Linked DNA regions of Sus scrofa: region 2 is linked to region 1. The links are chromatin contacts, called in public Hi-C maps. All regions are on one chromosome and are shown on one strand. Each heading gives the region's core, a stretch centred on a gene start, on an enhancer-like site or on the middle of the called end of the contact. The rest is flanking DNA. Distances are from core to core; before and after follow the strand shown. Region 1 overlaps LOC110262229 (pituitary tumor-transforming gene 1 protein-interacting protein). Region 2 overlaps CDK14 (cyclin-dependent kinase 14).

Region 1 (6,491 bases), core at 1,054-3,553:
AGGAAAAGCATTCCAATGGTTCAGGAGAGAATTGAGAGCTAAATTAGCTGTAGGAGGGAATAAAAGCCTCTGGAAGAAATGGCAATTGAACTGGGCTGTGATAGATTGATGGGATTTTGGTGGCAGAGAATCAAATGTTGAAGACATTTCAGATCAGAACATAAAGATGGACATAAACATGTAAGGGGATCACATGGTGAAAAGCATTGAGGCAACTCAGCTGAAAATTTGTATCTTCTAAAACAAATCTACAGGGGGTCACAGCTGCATATAGAAGTTAAATCTGCAGTTATGTTTAGCAAAATTCAGAAGCTCCATAGAAAAAATAGTCTTACCTAATTGGATGACATATATAAATTACTATTCATCAGCACCATTGAGTAACGGGCCATTATTAGAAGCATTAGTAGGGTGGATCTATGCATCAACAGTTATAACAGAGACTAAATGAAATGATTATATAATTTTAAAGATGCTCAATTTTAAAAATTGAGATATTTAAACAAGGAAATGCATGGGTCTTCTGTGTATTTTGGTCAGTTTTGATAAAACAGACACACAGTTTTCAGTTCTGACACCTGCATTCATCCACACTCCTATCAAAAAATGTTCTATCACAGAAGAAAATTTCCCCAGCCCATTCCAGCCATTCCCTACCACATCCATCCCCTGACAACTGTGGTTCTCATCTCTGTAATCATAGATGAGTTTTACCTGTTCTTGAAATTCATGTAATCGAAATCATACATGTTATATATTCTTTTTAGTTTGAGTTCCTTTACTCAAGCATAATGTTTACGAGATTCATCCTTGTGGTTGTAGTAGTAGTTAGTTCTTTTTTTATTTCTGCGTGTACTCCACTGTATGAATAGATCTCAGTTTATCCATTGTCCAGTTTATGGATACCTGGGCTGGTTCCAAGCTAAGGCTACCAGGAGTAAAGCTGCTATGAACATTTACAGATTGGTCTTTGTGTGGTCAGCTTTTCACTTTACTGGGGTACATATTTAGGGGTGGGAATGCCAAATTGGATGGTAAGTATGTGTTTAACTTTATAAGAAAGTGCTGAACAATTTCCCAGAGTAGTTATATAGTTTTACACTTTTCTCTAGAAAAACATGAGTCTGAAGTTTATATTCTCTTTAGTTTCTGCCATTCTAGTGAATGTGTAGTATCTTGCTTTGGTTTAAAATTGACTTTGGGGGAGTTCCTGTCATGTCTCAGCGGAAACGAAACTGACTAGCATCCATGAGGATGCAGGTTCGATCCTTCGCCTCACTCAGCATGTTAAGGATCTGGTATTGCCATGAGTTGTGATGCAGGTTGCAGACGTGGCTCAGATCCCCCATTGCTGTGGCTGTGCCATAGGCCAGCAGCTACAGCTCGGATTCGACCCCTAGCCTGGGATCCTCCATATGCTGCATGTGTGGCCCTAAAAAGACAAAAAAAAAAAAAAAAGTATTTTTATAAGAACTTAGTGATGTTGAGAGTTTTTAAGTATCTGCTGGCAATTTATTTATTTATTTATTTATTGTCTTTTTAGGGCCACACCTGCGGCATATGGGTGTTCCCAGGCTAGGGTTCCAATTGGAGCTGTAGCCGCCAGTCTATGCCAGAGCTATAGCAACACCAGATCCAAGCCGCATCTGCGACCTACACCAAAGCTCACAGTAACACTGGATCCTTAACCCTCTGAGCGAGACCAGGGATTGAACCCACAACCTCATAGTTTGTAGTCAGATTCATTTCTGCTGTGCCACGACGGGAACTTCTGTTGGGAATTTAGATGCAGCTTTTCCTGTAAAGTGACTGTTAAAACCTTTTTATATATTTTTAAGATTTTTAAAAATATTGTTAAATTGCAGGTATTCTTTATATATTTTGGGTGCAGGTGTTTTGTCAGATACATGTGTTGTAAACATATCCTCTCAGTTTGTGCCTTGTCTGCTTGTTCTCTTAACATTGTCTGTTGAAAGTGTTTAACTTTGATAGAGTAAAATCAACCAAAAATTTTTTTCCTTTTGTGGTCAGTGCTTTCTATTTTCCTTAGGAAATCTTTGCCTACCCTAAGATTGCAAAGATATTTTCCTATGCTTTCTTCTAGAAGCTTTATTGTTTTAGTTTTATGTTTAGGTCTATAATCCACCTTGAATTAATTTTTCTCTGTGGTGTGAGGTACGAGCTGAGTTTCATTTTTCCCACATGAATATCGAGTTGTTTCAGCACTGCCTGATGAAATGACTGTTCAAGTTTAATTTCACTGAAATTATGTCAAGAAACAGGAAACTTAAAGATTACTGAAAAAAGGGGAAATTAGGAGTAAAAAAGGGCATTTGACTCATACTTGAGTCATTCTTTGAACTCACACTGCAAACATGCACGAATGACCATCAATATTTTAAAAAATACAGCCATCACACATATGAATCTCTGACAGTTAGCTCTATTCGCTGAATGAACAAACAAAACTATTTTATATGGAAAGGGTGATCTATTTGCAGCAGGATCTTAACTTTTCAAAAAACTTGTAGCATCTTTCTGTTTCACTAAATGCCTCTGAAGCAATTACATATTTTGGGGTGGGGGAGAGGGTAACTAGGAACCTTCAGTGGAACTTTTGACTGTGCAAAAAAAAAAATAGAGATTTAGAAGCCCAAATCTCTTCTAAACTGGAGAGTGTTAAGGACTTGTAGGTGCTAGACTGCACACGATGACCCACACTAGGCTGGGGCAGGCTCTACACCAGGATCAGAAGGGAAAACTACATTTTTCTCTGCCTTTGGTCTTCAGATGAGATGGGTGTGTGTGTGTGTTCAGAATAAGCAGTAATTTGGAGGAGGCATAAATATGGGCTAAAAGGCAGAGGTCAAGGGTGGGGTAGGTGAAGAGCATTCTAGCAACACATGAAGGAATAAAATCAAAGGTCAGACTTGCCCTTGGGAAAGGTTTAGCTGTGAACCCCTGAAAAACACATTTCCGGTGGCTGGTTTCCTACGTGTTCCCATTCCACAGACTCCCAAGTTCTTGGTAAAGTTACAGTGAGGTCTTGCTTAAGGAAATTAAGAGAGGGGATTTCTTTCAGCTGGGAGTGAAATTGAAAGGGCAGTGGGGCAGCAGCCTCAAAAAGGTGACCTGTGAAAAGCTGAAAGAATAAACTGAGAAACTTTGCAAGTGTCACAGAACTAGAACAAACAATCCAAAAATTTATATGGAACCACCAAAGACCCAGAATCGCCAAAGCAATCCTGAGAAACAAAAACCAAGCAGGAGGCATAACTCTCCCAGACTTCAAGAAATACTACAAAGCCACAGTCATCAAAACAGTGTGGTACTGGTATCAAAACAGACAGACCGACCAATGGAACAGAATAGAGAACCCGGAAATATACCCTGACACCTATGGTCAATTAATCTTTGACAAGGGAGGCAAGAACATAAAATGGGAAAAAGAAAGTCTATTCAGCAAGCATTGCTGGGAAACCCGGACAGCTGCATGCAAAGCAATGAAACTAGAACACACCCTCACACCATGCACAAAAATAAACTCAAAATGGCTGAAAGACTTAAATATACGACAGGACACCATCAAACTCCTAGAAGAAAACATAGGCAAAACACTCTCTGACATCAACATCATGAATATTTTCTCAGGTCAGTCTCCCAAAGCAATAGAAATTAGAGCAAAAATAAACCCATGGGACCTCATCAAACTGAAAAGCTTTTGCACAGCAAAGGAAACCAGAAAGAAAACAAAAAGACAACTTTCAGAATGGGAGAAAATAGTTTCAAATGATGCAACCAACAAGGGCTTAATCTCTAGAATATATAAACAACTTATACAACCCAACAGCAAAAAAGCCAATCAATCAATGGAAAAATGGGCAAAAGACCTGAATAGACATTTCTCCAAAGATATACAGATGGCCAGCAAACACATGAAAAAATGCTCAACATCGCTGATTATAAGAGAAATGCAAATCAAAACTACCATGAGATACCACCTCACACCAGTCAGAATGGCCACCATTAATAAATCCACAAATAACAAGTGCTGGAGGGGCTGTGGAGAAAAGGGAACTCTCCTGCACTGTTGGTGGGAATGTCAACTGGTACAGCCACTCTGGAGAACAGTTTGGAGATACCTTAGAAATCTATACATAGAACTTCCATATGACCCCGCAATCCCACTCTTGGGCATATATCCAGACAAAACTCCACTTAAAAGAGATACATGCACCCGCATGTTCATTGCAGCACTATTCACAATAGCCAGGACATGGAAACAACCCAAATGTCCATCGACAGATGATTGGATTCGGAAGAAGTGGTATATATACACAATGGAATACTATTCAGCCATAAAAAAGAATGACATAATGCCATTTGCAGCAACATGGATGGAACTAGAGACTCATACTGAGTGAAATGAGCCAGAAAGACAAAGACAAATACCATATGATATCACTTATAACTGGAATCTAATATCCAGCACAAATGAACATCTCCTCAGAAAAGAAAATCATGGACTTGGAGAATAGACTTGTGGCTGCCTGATGGGAGAGGGAGAGAGTGGGAGGGATCTGGAGCTTGGGCTTATCAGACACAACTTAGAATAGATTTACAAGGAGATCCTGCTGAGTAGCATTGAGAACTTTGTCTAGATACTCATGTTGCAACAGAACAAAGGGTGGGGAAAAAAATGTAATTGTAATGTATACATGTAAGGATAACTTGATCCCCTTGCTACACAGTGGGAAAATTAAAAAATAATAATAATAATAAAAAGAAACTTTGCAAGTGGAATATAAACCACAGAGAGAATGGCAAGTATTTGATTTACATGGAACATATTTCAACTTATGCGAGGCACTGTATATTTATCGTTAGGATTTCTATGTTTTCGAGAGGAAAATATAGCTCTAGAGTAGGATTAATTAAAGAGTAGGGTCATACATGATTTGACTATTTTTCTCAAAAAGCAGTTTGAGGAGTTCCCGTCGTGGCGCAGTGGTTAACGAATCCGACTAGGAACCATGAGGGTGCGGGTTCGGTCCCTGCCCTTGCTCAGTGGGTTAACGATCCGGCGTTGCCGTGAGCTGTGGTGTAGGTTGCAGACGCGGCTCGGATCCCGCGTTGCTGTGGCTCTGGCGTGGGCCGGTGGCTACAGCTCCAATTCAACCCCTAGCCTGGGAACCTCCATATGCCGCGGGAGCGGCCCAAGAAATAGCAAAAAGACAAAAAAAAAAAAAAAGCAGTTTGAAAGGTGAAAGCTAAACAAAGGTATGAGAGTAATTCTTAGCACAAAAGTTATATTCATGGGAGTTCCCATTGTGGCGCAGTGGTTAACAAATCCGACTGGGAACCATGAGGTTGCTGGTTCGATCCCTGGCCTTGCTCAGTGGGTTAATGATCCGGCGTTGCTGTGAGCTGTGGTGTAGGTTGCAGACGCAGCTCGGATCCTGTGCTGCTGTGGCTCTGGCGTAGGCCTGTGGCTACAGCTCTGACTGGACCCCTAGCCTGGGAACCTCCATATGCCACGGGTGTGGCCCTAGAAAAGGCAAAAGACAAAAAAAAAAAAAGTTATATTCATGTGGTTACCTCACAAATATGACTTATATAAAATCATCTAAATGAATGTTTCTCATTTTGAGATGTTTGAGAATTAATCTTGAAATTAATATATATCAATTATACCTCAATAAATTAAAAAAACAATTTTAATGTTCATACAAATAATCAGGATTTTTGTTAAAGTGCAGATTCTGATTCAGTAGAACTAGAATGAGACCTAAGAGTCTGTATTGTTAACAAGTCCTCAGCTGTCATTCCCAGGAGTTCCCACTATGGAGCAGTGGGTTAAGAACCTGACTGCAGCAGTTTGGGTTGCTGTGGAGGCTTGGGTTCGACCCTGGCCCAGTACAGTGGGTTAAAAGAGCCAACGTTGCTACAGCTGCAGCGTAAGTCACAGCTGTGTCACAGATTCAGTTCCTGGCCTAGGAACTTCCGAATGCTGTAGGTGCAAACATGAAAAAAAATGAAATAAAATAAAGCATTGATTCCCACATTCCGTTTCTGCACCAGCAGCATCAGTACCACTTGGGAACTGGTTAGAACGCAAATCAGGCCCATGGTTGGAATGCAGATTCTCAGAGAACACTCCAGAACTACTGTCCTGACAATGCAAGAGGTTGGGCCCAGCAATCTGTGCTCAAGTTTGAGAGCCAATGCTCTGCAGCTGCGCTGTTGATATCCATTAGTCAGTCATGCGCATACATTCAAAACGTCTAATATTAAAGTGAGGAGTTACCAGCGGGGCTCAGAGGTAATGAACCCGACTGGTATCCTTGAGGATGCCGTTTGATCCCTGGCCTCGCTCAGTGGGTTAAGGATCCAGTGTAGCGTAGGCTGGCAGCTACAGCTCCAATTTGACCCCTAGCCTGGAAACTTCCTATGCTGCAGGTGTGGCCCTAAAAAGCAAGCAAAACAAAACA
Region 2 (6,491 bases), core at 1,392-3,891, 510 kb before region 1:
TTAAATAATGTTTTCTAGTCCAGAAACTTGGCAGGCCAACTGCCTATCTTAATTGTTCCTTTCTGCTAATTTTATTCATTGAAACTCCTTCCATATTCTCGCATATTATTTCCCTAGGACTTAAGATAATAAGACAGGGAAGCCACTCTTCTTTAAGAGCCCACATTTGGAACATTTATATAAAGATCTGTGTTGTCAAACTTCATTAATGAGACAGTTTAGAGGATGCTTCTTGCTTGCTTAAAAAAAAAAGAAAAGAAAAAACAAAAAATATCCATCTTAAATTGTTAAATTTCTATAATCTTTAAAGACATAGAAGTTATTTAGAATTTTCAGTAAAAGTACAAAGTCCTTGCAGTATCCAAAGAAGATAAGAGAATTCTCCGTATAGCATACATACACTTTCAGAAGAAAATTACTAAGAATAAAAATAGTTTCCTCATTCAGTCATTCTTTGGGATTGATAATTTATTCCTGATGGTCCCCCACAAGAGGGAAAGGGAAGAAAAAGAGTATACTTGGCTCCTATTGTAGTGATTATTCATAGCTCTTTCCCCTCATAAAATAACGGACTATTAGATCTTCCATAAAGTTCCTTTCAGAAATTTTATGGTAGGGCTCATTTTATAATCCATGTTTTGTAACCAAGAAAAGAAAAAAAGAGGATTATTTTACAATAATTTGTTCCATTGATTTTTATTAAATTTCTAATTGCAAACCTTTCATCCCTCCCATAAAAATTAAATCGACCATATTTGAAATTCTTCTGTTAAGTGTAATTATTAAAACTGAAAGTTTCTTGACTGCCACCTAGTGGTAAGTAAAAAGTGACAACTTGTTTTAAAAGTTCTGCATTTTCTCTGATTTTCCAGTTTAGAGGTTTAAATATTTAACATGAAAAAAAAGGAATGTTGGAAATATAGAACATTTTGTCATTTATGCTCAAATTAATTAACCATGTATTATGAGATTTAAAAAAAAATCAAAAATGTTATTTTTCCTTTTTACAATTTAATACTTTGCCTAGTATTATTACTACAGGTCACACAGATGGATTATAGTGACATAAAGTTTGTTTTTATAGACATGGATGCTAGTCTAACTGAGGATGAAATGAAAGGTTACCACAAGATTAGCCAGTCAAATCCAATGAAACACATACAGTGAAAAACTCTCATAAGGGATGTCACTCATTCCATCTTTACAGACAAATTGTGAAAACCAGAGGACAACTCCAATAAGAGGTATAACACACAATGGCAAAAGTAACCAGAATTTTTCCAGGTGATATATCAGCCTGAGGAGGAACATTTATACATTCACCCTTTGCATTTTGGAAGCACTTAGTCATTTGTAATTAGTGAAACATACCTGGCTTAAAATGTGGTAAAGAATGAACTCCAGGCCATGTGTCCTCATTGGGCGTCCCAAGAACCTAGTGGAGAGTAGGAAATTGTGGAAACAGACTTATTATTTCCAAAGTACTCAAGATTCTCCAGGGTAGAAAACAGTACACGACATATGATGAAATTCTGGATTTTTTTTTTTTTCCATTATCATGTGCCAGGGATTTTATTTCAGTAAAAAACAAACCCAGCTAAAAAGCCACCCAGGTTGAATGTCTTAACAAATTAAAACAGTCTTAACAAATTAAAACGTCTTAACAAATTAAAAATTAAAAATTTGTTAACGTTTTAACAAATGCAGCTGAATGTGCTAAAATAAGTTAAATCTGCTGCATTTTACCAACTCCTAACTTAATAAGTAGGCTTAGGACTCAAAGGATGAACTGTTATCTTCATGAAACTGAATAAAGTATGTATGTGTGCCTCATGATTCTTTCATGAGCTTTCATCCTTCACAGTATCAGATGGGTCATCATTGAACAGTTATGAGAATTGTGTCACTTCTTCCACCACGTCCTCTGTCTGGGTATCAGAATATTTCAAAGAAGCAGGACAGACAGAATACTCCCACGCTCTACTGGCCAGACTGTCTGTTACAGTTACCACCTTTAGTCACGTGTTTTATACTTTCTTCATCTCCAAATACTGTTCTGCCTACACCATCTTTTTCCATCCACATTTCCAGCTTCTTCCCCTGTCTCCTTTCCCATCCCCACCACGTTTGACTTAGTCCAGGGAATTAAACAGAAATTCCAGTTCAGGTATAACTGGGCATACTCTATTTGAATTTTCAGTTCCACCACCTATTGCTATTATATGCAATGATCGTTAAATCTCCACTGGAGAACAGTAGGCTTGAAAGGTGAGGAGCACAGAATAGGGAGTCACGCTCCTTTGATTCCCTACTTGCTAGCCATGGGACCTCAAAGAACTTTATTTTCCTCCTGTGTACTCTGGAGCTGACAACAGCACCCTCCTGGTCTGGGGGAGCCCACCATCCAGCACGCAGTAGGCATCATGTTGGGACCAGGTGCTCTCCAAAGCACCCACAGAAAATGGAGTCAGGCCCAGCAGGTGCAGGCCATGGGAAAGAATCTAGCCCACCCGTCTTTTCCACAGGGACTCCCTGATCTGTGGAGTCAGTGCCAAATGCTGTAACTCAAACTATGCTGGACCAACACGGAGAGTCAAGTGAGTTAGAAAGCGGAAGAGAGAAAGCCGGAAGCTGGCAAAACTGGAGGCATGGTATCTGTCTTCCTCTTTCTGAGTTGCTTCACTTTGTAAGATAAGCTCTAGTTGCATCCACGTTGCTACAAGTGGCATTATAATCAACGAGGTCCTGCTGCACAGCACAGGGAACTATATCCAATCTTTCAGGACAGAACATGATGGAAGAGAGTATGAGGAAAAGAATATATATGACTGGGCCACTTAGCTGGACAGTAGAAATTGACACAACATTGTAAATCAACTATATTTTAATAATTAAAAATTAAACTAAAATCAATTAAAGTGTAATTAAATTAAAAATAATGTAAAAAAAATCTGGAGGCACAGTTGACATTAGGGAGAAAAGGACGCCTATTCATCTCTGTCTCTGAGGCCCAGAGGTACCACTAGACAATGGGGAGACGCAGAGCTCTGAGTCTATGTATGACTTCCTGGGGGGGCGCGAGGGCAAAAGCTGGCACGTACAGCGAGTGCTTCCTGCACTGCTTCCATGTGAATCAGAGTTACACACATGCCCGATGTTCCTCACTGAAACCTGGAATCCAGGTTCAGGAGATCAGGGAATGCAAATCTTTAAAATCATCTTGGTTAACTTTGCAAGCACTAATTAATACTAACATACACAGGCAGATCTACACAAACAAGGTCCCACTCTGGAGGGGCTGGGTGAGAGCAGAAGGTGACAGGCAAGAGGGGCCCATGGTGATATAAGACAAGAAGAGAGGCAAAGTCAAGTCACAATTGTGACAACAGGGTCCCTGCAAAAGGCATGCCCCCCTCTCTTTCCACCAATTCTGCCCATGATTTCAAGAAAGAGAGGCAATCAGGTGTGTGGGCAGTGCACAGCTCATCTAGGGGATGCTTCACTTGGAGCTCCCACTGAATTCCGTGCAAAGGACAAACTACTAAGCTTTGGCAACTAAAGGGAGAAACTTTCAGCCCCCCAAATCCCATCTTGATCAAGATCAATCCACCACATATGAAATAGAACCTCTAGGGTTTTATAAACTCTGAAAAGTCCAGGCAAAACATGCAACTCATTCTCTCATTCCTAATAAAGGTAGGATTGATACCCCGACGACCCACGTTTCTACAGTGTTTATGTTAAAGCTTTTTCACAGGCACTGTACTGCCCCATATACAGTGTCCAGTCTCAGAGGGCTTATCAAATATTCTGACCATCTTAGAAGAATTACCTGCAAAGTAAAATACATAGGACTTTTTCTGAGTTATTCTAGTGTTGACTGATGAGATTCCAGACCTCAAATTCTTCTCTTGTCTACCACACCTAGGCCATGTGCATGGGAAATAGAAAGTGGGCAAGGGAAAAGAATTCAAAATCAATGCTGCTTCCTGGAAGAGCCTTTTTAGAAAGGCAATGGGGGTGAAATGCATGGTTAGAGTTGATGGGCTACTTATGCCCTAAGGGAAGTGGGTGTGTCATCTTTGATGTCAGAGTGGCTTCTGTGTCTCCCTGTTCCTTTGATGGTTCATCTCTTCACTAGGCTAACATCCGTTGTGTCGTCACAGTAGACAGAGGACTCTTCTGGTCTTACCTATGTGCTGACAGGTACAGCATAAATCTTGCTCATTGTGTCAGCCTTATGATGGGCAGAGGAAGACACTGAGAAAAAGAGGGCCTCTCTGCTGAAACATCTACTTTACAAAGAACAGAAGAATGAATTATACACTCCCAGAGCTCAGAGCTGAAGAATGAGGGCTTGTCAGAAATACTGACTTGCCCTTCCGAATTATTAACAGCTCTCACATTGGCTAGTCTTTGCTTTTGCACAGGCCCCAGGGCTGCTAAAATTAGTTCACGGGCTTTCCTTGAACAAAACCTGCAGTTTAAGCACAATAAGAACTGCTTTCCTGGGTCAAGGGGTCAGGGAAGTCTCTAACAGGGATCGAGCACAGAGGAATTCTGGCCTGTTAAATGCAGATGAAACCTGCTCACAGGAGTGGGTGCTAATGAAGTTATGGGTGGAGCATGCTGGGTTCCCAGTCTGGAGTTTACTGTTTCATGAGACGTGCATTCTCCAGCAGGGCTGATCACTTCAATCAGACTTAGCAAGGGCTCTAAGGAAATGGAGAACAACTGAGTAACTGATGATTTTGAAACTGACATTCTGGGGAGCTCCCATTGTGGTTTAGCAGGGTGCAAACCCAACTGGTATCCATGAGGATGTGGGTTCGATCCCTGGCCTTGCTCAGTGGGTTAAGGATCTGGCATTGCTGTGAGCTGTGGCGTAGGTGGAAGACGTGGCTCAGATTTGGCGTTGCTATGGCTGTGGTGAAGGCCAGCAGCTGCAGTCCTGATTTGACCCCTAGCCCGGGAACTTCTATATGCCTCAGGTCGCAGTTGCGACCCTGAAAAGCATGCAAGCAAACAAACAAACTGACACTCTGAAAGTCCACAGCAGTTCCAAGCTCATGACTGCTTCCCAGCTGTACTACTTTAGGTTCCGGAAGCTTTTTTGCTGGTTCCTCAGTGGGAAGTCCTAGATAAAATTTGTGAAGAAGCTCAGCAGAGCTCAGCTTGGATATTACACACTCTGTTTTGGAACAGATGGTATCAAGTTCAGAGATGCACCAGGGAGAAAGCAGAACTCCTCAACTTGTCCTGCTTGTGTGCTTTCTATCTAGAAACAATCACAACTAAGTGCGTGGAGCTGGAATTCAAAATCAGGTTGGTTTGACCAAGGCGATTCTGGGCTCCCAGGAGGATCGGACTGAGAAGTGGGGCTCAGATGGTGTCAAATGATTCACAGACAACTAACCAGACTCTAGAAGGAGGTTCTGAGTATAAGGAGCAAGGCTTTTTTTTTTTCATTTTTTCTCATTCAATCTCTATTCCAGAGCGTGTGTGTGTATGTGCTTGCGTGCACATGTGCAAACACACACACACACACACACACACACACACACGGCACTAGTACTAACCTCTTCGGCATTTTCATCAGTGACTTAAAGGAAGATACAAGAAAAATCTTACATTTTCAGCTGATATGAAATGGAAGGGATGTATGATATTCTGATGGCTGAGATAGGAAGAAAAAATGTTTCATCTGAAAGGAGCAACTGGCTGAAGCTAACACCGGGAAACCTAATAGCAATAAACATAATGTCCAGGATTTAGGTTTTACTCATTAATTGCTCAAGATGGGAAGACCCGGCAGGCAATAATTTGTATAAAATAAGACCCAGGGCTTTTAGTTGAGCATAAATTCCATGAGGTCACCTAGTAGAAATTAAAGAAGATGGAGGTGGGCTGACTTGAAGGTGGCCCCTGAGTCCCTGGCTCCTGGTGTTCATGTCCGTCCCCTGGAGTGTGGATGCGACCAGTGACTTCGCTTCTAACCAAAAGAGTAGCTGAAGTGATCAGATGTCACTTCTGTGATTACATCGTGTGAGATGCTGACGCCCATTTTACTAGGAGACTCTTCCCCTTGAGGGCTTCGAGAAAGCAGGTGGTCACGAGAAGGCTGCAAGATAAGGAACTGAGGTGGCCTCAGCCAAGAGTCAGCAGGGACCCGAGGCCCTTGGCCAGCAGCCTGCCAGAAGCTGAATGGGCTTGGGAGCAAATCCCTCTCTAGGACACCCTCACAAAAGATGGCCAGCCCAACTCATACCTTGACTGCAGCCCTGTAAGACCCTGCAGCCGAGCCCCCAGCTAAGCCATGCTTGGTCTCCTGTCCCCCCAGCTATTGTGAGATGGTAAGTGTGTGTTCTGATGCTAAGTTTGTGGTACTGTGATTATGCAGCAGTAAACAACAATGCAGATTTAATCACTGACTCACACCTCTACCAGCCAGGGCCCATCTGGATGGCTGCACCAGCCCCAGGTGACCAGGT

What was found. Hi-C and Micro-C count contacts between places; a contact is called where the count stands out from the background.
Region 2: a contact with region 1 is called in a Hi-C map of alveolar macrophages, with 5 times the contacts expected there. The contact joins two enhancer-like sites. A contact is called at or near these places in 1 of 5 promoter capture datasets (liver), 22 of 47 Hi-C or Micro-C datasets (adipose tissue, alveolar macrophages, blood and 13 more) and 2 of 2 datasets of contacts at active chromatin or transcription factors (alveolar macrophages and skeletal muscle).

The regions. Positions count from the first base shown.
Region 1 is chr9:70,625,218-70,631,708 of Sscrofa11.1, reverse strand. The region is part of intron 6 of LOC110262229 (pituitary tumor-transforming gene 1 protein-interacting protein); the gene reads right to left. Among named protein-coding and RNA genes, the nearest start is that of CDK14, 50 kb to the left of the region's middle. Within about 2 kb of position 2,303, at least 4 of the 83 cell types and tissues checked have an H3K27ac peak or open chromatin away from gene starts, as enhancers often do. A contact at or near this core is called in alveolar macrophages, where this site is marked.
Region 2 is chr9:71,131,676-71,138,166 of Sscrofa11.1, reverse strand. It overlaps CDK14 (cyclin-dependent kinase 14), which reads right to left. Exons shown (of 15, transcript XM_021102362.1): 11 at 1,372-1,435. Among named protein-coding and RNA genes, the nearest start is that of FZD1, 210 kb to the left of the region's middle. Within about 2 kb of position 2,641, at least 5 of the 83 cell types and tissues checked have an H3K27ac peak or open chromatin away from gene starts, as enhancers often do. A contact at or near this core is called in alveolar macrophages, where this site is marked.